2 separate regions of the Danio rerio genome follow, and region 1 is linked to region 2. Evidence: chromatin contacts called from public Hi-C data. All regions are on one chromosome and are shown on one strand. The core of a region is the stretch at or near the end of the contact, and the rest is flanking DNA. Distances in the headings are between cores, read along the strand shown. Region 1 has its middle 23 kb from the start of pde4dip. Region 2 overlaps kifap3a (kinesin-associated protein 3a).

The links. Hi-C and Micro-C count contacts between places; a contact is called where the count stands out from the background.
Region 1: a contact with region 2 is called in a Hi-C map of embryo, with 2.1 times the contacts expected there. The contact joins two enhancer-like sites. A contact is called at or near these places in 1 of 18 Hi-C or Micro-C datasets (embryo) and 1 of 4 datasets of contacts at active chromatin or transcription factors (caudal fin).

What each region holds. Positions count from the first base shown.
Region 1 is chr20:37,830,524-37,834,127 of GRCz12tu, reverse strand. No RefSeq gene overlaps it. Among named protein-coding and RNA genes, the nearest start is that of pde4dip, 23 kb to the left of the region's middle. Within about 2 kb of position 1,652, at least 5 of the 62 cell types and tissues checked have an H3K27ac peak or open chromatin away from gene starts, as enhancers often do.
Region 2 is chr20:37,694,777-37,697,954 of GRCz12tu, reverse strand. kifap3a (kinesin-associated protein 3a) reads left to right here. Exons shown (of 20, transcript NM_001004644.1): 20 at 2,731-3,178. The coding sequence ends at 2,842. Among named protein-coding and RNA genes, the nearest start is that of swt1, 11 kb to the right of the region's middle. Within about 2 kb of position 1,589, at least 4 of the 62 cell types and tissues checked have an H3K27ac peak or open chromatin away from gene starts, as enhancers often do.

The DNA.
Region 1 (3,604 bases), core at 403-2,902, 140 kb before region 2:
TAAAAAGAAAACGTGTTTAACAATTTCATAACAAATTAAAACATTGCTAAAAATCGAATTATGTTTTGTTTGTCACATATAGTTAACTATTTATGTGATGTGGGTAAAAAGTATTTTTCAATCCGGCTACCACCACTAATATATTTCAAACCAGTGGGAAGCACTGCAGGCTAACTAAATTATATATTTTAGATATGAATTATTTTCTAAATGTCAGTGCTAAAATGTCAGTTGTTTGTACCAGCGTGATACTGCAACACTGCAACAAAACCTGCAAAAAGTAAAGTAAAATAAATATTTTAGAAATTTTAAATAACCAATTCAAACACAATAAATAAAAATGTGACAAGCTTCTCAATTCTGTGCTAGTGTTTTTCAGCAAGGGATATAATGCTTTTATATATTTTTAAAGATACTTAATAAACATGCACTCAAAAAATTGCTGCTATAAACTATTTATTTAAAATGAGTTTACAAAATACAATTCTTAAGGTTTTTTTGGACAACTTCATTGATTAATGTTCAATCCACCCTAATTTGTTAAAATGGTTAGCTTAATTTGTGTTAGGACAACATGAAGGGTTTGTGTAAAACATAAAATGCATTTTTACTGTGTGATGTTATATTTCCATGTCATGATAATTAATAAAGAATTTATTTCTACATTTAATTACAAGAGCGGGTTAAAAATATAAACCAACAGTGCTCTTAATAGCAAATTTCCAGCTGATTTGAATGTTATCACTTGATTGAATTGGTGTTATCAGTGGTTATCAGCTGATATGGGCCAGTAAGTAAGTAATGGTAGGCTCAGAAGCCTGTTATTATTCATCCACATGGTTAGTCAGCTATAGATCACATACGTTAATTATAGAATTATATTTTTTTATTAAATTTCCCATTAATTAAATTTTATTAACATCTACCCCTACCTCAACCAGCACAGTAATGTAAAAACAGATCTGGATCTGGAGTCTTCTCTATAAGTATAGCTGATTAACCATGTAGATAAATGATAACAGCCAGTAGGCGCAGAAGGCTTCTTCTGGCCCATATTAGCTGATAACCACTGATAACCCCAATCCAATCGAGTGATAACATTCGAAGCGGGTGCAAATTTCAAACTGATTAAACTGCAAAAGGACACAAATATAATATCTAGATCCTTTCTAAACTGTCATGATTTGGTCCAGAATAATGTTATAACTTTTGAATGGCTGTTTTGACATTTGACACCCCTACTGCCGATATCCCAATACCTTCCATTCACCAAATCAGTAGTGGTTTCTTCAGTTTTATATTTCGTAAATGTACGTAACCAAAAGCAAAATACATAGGTTTGATCTGCAAGAATGAAATGAATAATACAGTATAATAATAAAACCCCTTACTAAAGTAACATGATGCATCCAATCTCCAGAAAGACATGGTGCAGATTAGATCCTACACTGCATTATCATCATCAACCATCACTGTCTCCATAATTTACTCAGCATGATGGCTCTGTCCCTCTGATGCAGACCACTGATTTACTACAACGATCTGGCTCCAGTTAAGCTGTCTGGCCTCGCTTCTCTCACTGTATGCTGACTGTGTGGTGAGAAAAGAAGAGGAAATGGGGTCACACTGGGAAAAAATACACACTGACAAGAAACAAACCACCAGAGGGCAGTGCACGACTGGCAGGCCATTTTAACATTTAATATAAGTCAGTGTACTATCTATCTATTTCAGAGACTTTATGGCTTTTATTAAATTCTAGTACTTATTTATTAACTAACAGTGTTGATTTTTAATATACAAGTGCTTATTATTTAGTTACTAATAGCTTTTTTGTACTAGTACTTATACTACATATTAAATAAATACTATTACTTATTTCATGAGTGACTAACATTAGCTAAAGAAATAACACACAGACCATCTTTCTATTAGTAAGTGCTTTTGTGGTCGGAGAGATACTAGTACTTATTTTTATTAGTGACTAGTAGTAACTAAAGAAATAATATAAGAATTGTTCATAGTAAAAATGACAAAATATATTAGATTCTAGTACTAATACCTGTATAACTAAGAGTAACTGTAGAATCTATTAAATATTTAGTACATTGTAAAAAATACAGGGTTTCACACAATTGCTTTGTGTTGGGACAACATTAAGGAAATATGTAAGCTTATTTATTTTCTTTTCTTTTTTTTTTTTTTACAAGTTTAAGTTGGTTGAATTTAAAACAATTAGGTTGTCACAAAACTAAACTGAGCACTCAGTTGATGGAAAAGTACTATTCTATTTAATACAAGCATCCAAGTGAGTATTAAAAATATCCTATAGTAAATAAAAATTTCAGCATCAGAAGAGCGACTGCGGAAGCTGCAATGATGACACTGATATTACACGATTGGCTGAGTTCACCGCATGACAACAACCACATGCTTTTCGTGTTTTTATTTATTGAACAAATTCCGTCTTACAAATTTCAAAACAAACAATTAACTTTTTATGCTATCTCTATCTTGTACACGTCATGCTTATTAAAAGACTACAAATATTTTACAGAAATAATCTTTTGTTAAATAATTTGTTCATAATGACTAGACTGTTTGCATAGGTTTTTTCTGCCTTTTTACAGACTGCTGTATTCAGCTCTATAAACGATTAAAATGACATAGTTTGGTAAATAACTTTAATATTAGCTTAAATAAGTCATACATACTTGTAATAAAATAATTATCATCATTGATCCTGACACCCCTATAAAGCTTTCTTAACAAATAAAGTTTTTTTTAAATTAAATATATGAATCTAAATTTTTTTATTTCTTGTCAAGCCATTTATGCAGAAATTTTAAACGTGACATTGATGTACCTTGCTCTTTCTGGGAAATTTCTATTTAAAGTGTTAACTCATTTATTTTGGTCTTTTGTTTAATCTTCTTGGATTAAAGTGCTTTTTTAAAAATGCTTTCATTATCCAAAATAACCCTATTTGTGGATATGTATTTCCTTTATGTGCCCTCTCGTTTTCCCCTTATTTCTTATGTGTTTGTTATATAGGCTACTTAAATTTAATTCATAATTCCCTTCTTGTTCAAAAATGAACTATAGTTTGTAGAGACTGTATTCTGATTTAATTGTACTGTATATCTTTTGTTGATCGTCATCATGACTGCAGCAACTAAGAGCCCCCGAAGTGTCCGGCTTGATGGCTCCATTTTCAACTCTGCCCCAGCCTGTGCGTGGTTAATCTCATAACTCATCAGCTGCAGCCGTGCTTCATGTCGAATGCACCTAGTGTGTTCCATGTGCTCCTGCTCCTCTTCGCGCTCGCCGGCTGACGGCTCGCCTCCGAGTGGAGGGCTTTCCCGATGCAATCAGTTTGTGCGCTTAGCTCACAGCGTTGCGTCGGCGGAGCGGAGGCCCCGGAGGAGGAGCCGGAGCCGGCCGCGGTGGACGACGACCGGGATCGAGTCCGTGGAACAGCAGGTTGCGGAAATCAAGTAAGACGAAAAACGGAATCCGAAAAATAAGGGCGAGAACGCGGCGGAATCCGAAAACGCGGTCGAAATCGAAGACGAGGGCTTTTGCTTTTTTTTCCCGATCTGGC
Region 2 (3,178 bases), core at 340-2,839:
AAGAGGTTGAAAAACACAAATTCTTGGCTGCATTTAAGGAAATAAAATACATATAATTATACAAAAGTCACGTTGAGGTAATTAATAATATATGTTAAAGGAAAATAAATCAATTTAAAACTACGATTACGTAAACATTATTTATAGCACAAATTGCGCAGTTGCCATAAAAAAGTTCTTAAACACTTAAGTCAGAGAAAATATTTATATCTCATTGCTTTAAAGAGCATTGAACCAGGTGTCATTTGTTTATTTGACTTTTCTTTGGATACTTTCTGTTGACAAATGTTATGTAACAAGTCCTCAGTTAATGTGATGAACTACACCTGTGGTTGCTCTGCCGGGACACCTGGGTGAACTTATGGGGAGCTGACTTTATATATTCACTAATGCAGACCAGTTGGTTTAAAGTAATAGAACAAATGGCTAAATAATTAAAGGCAGCTCTGAGAAAACCTCGAGCATCATTTTGGCAGATAACACATGGGTTGATATATGTACATGTTTACAATTTATATTATACAATTATACAAATTATACAATTTTAAATGTATATTTATTCACTTTTTTAATTCATCTCACTAATATTATTGTGATATAATAAGAGTAATTTTAAAAGCTTTTTATGATTTATTCACAATACAGTTTGTAAAGTAATATTTTCTGTCTTTTAGTAGATATATTATACAAAAGACTTGCTTTGTTTAGAAAATATGTGGATCTAATTGGATTTGCATTGTAAATGATGATTGTAAATGAAATATATTATATATATTAAATTTTTAGTAATGATACTTCTAAAATCCTTCCATATAAATCCGCAGATTTTTTTACAAAATTCTCTGCAGAAATAGCAAAAAATGGTCACAAATTCTGTATGACCCTACTAATAACATACTGTATATGCACAATGGTGAACAATTTCTTTTCACTATTTAGTCACCAAAGGAAGGGCAACTTTGATTCTTTCCTGTTTAGAAGTTTCCGGCGTTTTTTTTACACAGTCTCACCTCAGTGTTAACTGTCAAGGGCAACTGGGGCCAGACTTGGGCATCTTATTTCCATCCAGCCTCAGATCTTCAGATTATCACCAAACGTGCTGTTTGGTTTTTCAAGTGTAAAAATAATGACAATGTAGAAAGCCAAACATTACTTCTATCACTAATTACTTTGTTTTAGGTTAAACTATTAGACAAATAAACAACATAGATACAAAAAAAATAGAAATAGAAACGTCATATTTTGTATAACCGAAAGAAGACTTCACATTTTTAGTTTTCCTAGAAAGGATGACTGCATCCCTTTTGAATGAATGATTCACTATGACGATCATTGTACTGTAACACAAACACATTTTTTAAGGCTCGTCTCTTACCTGGACACTCTTTGGATTGATCACCTAACCTACAACCCCATCAAATCTTTTCAACATACTATGTTAGTTACAAGCTTCGGTTTCACCCAAACTCTCCGACATCCAGCCTTTTCTCCTCAAGCCTTTTAACAGAGTCTGAAATTTCCCCAGACGGGCAGTGATGTTCCTCAGAGAGCAAAGACAGGCTTGCTGCCCGGAGAGGGCGGGAGAAACACATGAAACCGATCGCTGGAAATGATTTGGTCTAAAAACAACACAGCATTATGGGAGCTGGAAGGGGTAAAGCAAACAACTCATATTTTAAGAGGACAGGCCACAGTTATGAGTGTGTGTTGTTAATTAAGAGGCGGATTATACTAGTTTATCTATTTCAGCTCGTGTGACATGATCCCATTGGCCAATTGCATCAAGATATTACATACAATTCTATTTATTTATTTATTGATCGATTGACTGATTGTTATACAAACTAAATATGTGGCATGTTCCAATTGCTTTTTCACCGTGATGAATATAACAACATATGTTATTTAATATATCCTTTTCATGGTTATAAATGTTGAAACCTTTTAATTGGTGAACACTTGTGCTAGACAAAAATAATCAGGATTAATCACATACAAAATAAAGTTTGTTTTGACATAATATATTTGTTTGTGTTTTATATATATTTATATTGAAGAATTGTATTTATATTATGTTTATATTATAAAAACAAAACTATACAAAACAATTTTGTTACATAGTTATTTCAATTTATACATCATTTGCATCAAATACACATACATTTTATATTTAAATTAAAATTTTTTTTTCAAATATATGCATGGATGTGTGTATTTATATATACAATATAAAATATACACAGTACACACATTTAAATTTTGTCAAAACAAATGTTTTTATTTTATTTTATTTTGGATGTGATTAATCACAATAGATTTTTTCTGGAATTAATTTATTTGGAAAAAATGTGACATGGGGAGTGCCTCGCAGTATATCATGCATTATATAATACATCACATCATATTGTTAAAAATAAATAAATTTTAAAGTAATGTAATACACAATATTTATCAATTTGCCCATTTGTATTAATTAATTAATTTAACTCTCTTGGTTTTTAAATGTAATTAAGTAATTGTAATTCATTTGTAACCAACTCTGGTGTGAAAATGTTCATTTATTTTGGTGTGTAGTTTTGAGGCAGTTTGTTTTCATCTGGTTTGCAGAATCAGAGCGCCACCTTGTGATGCCTGCAGCATTTATCTTACCTTTTTACAAGCCATTTTTAATGAATTAGGTTTGAACATGGTTTATGGTTTTGACAGCTGTCCGTTTCTCTTTCCCTCCAGTTCTTTGACAGACGGTTATGGACAGACCGGCGTGAATTCAGCACGTCCCGCCACAGCTTATGGCTTTCGACCTGATGAGCAGTTTTATTATGGTCATACCGCATCACGGTAGGAGAGTCAGGAACACCTAAAACCGCTGAAAACCAATTAAATGGATCTCAAATAATACTAGTTAGCTCTCTCTATCATTTCAAGTGAAAGCGACACTACTGATTTCCTTCATCGTCAGTATTTCTTTCTCTAAAATATGTGAGTATTTATTATTTATTTCACGTCTGAATGTGTTTTAAGCAGAATGTTCTCAACCAAGCTTATTTTGCAGCCCTCGTTTTGAGCATAGATGGTGTAGTTTCAGCTTTAACTTACTGTGTATTGCTTGTAAACACTGGGGAAACTAATTGCCTTTTCTGTGCAATATAGCAAAAGTAGGATATCAGTTGCATGCTCT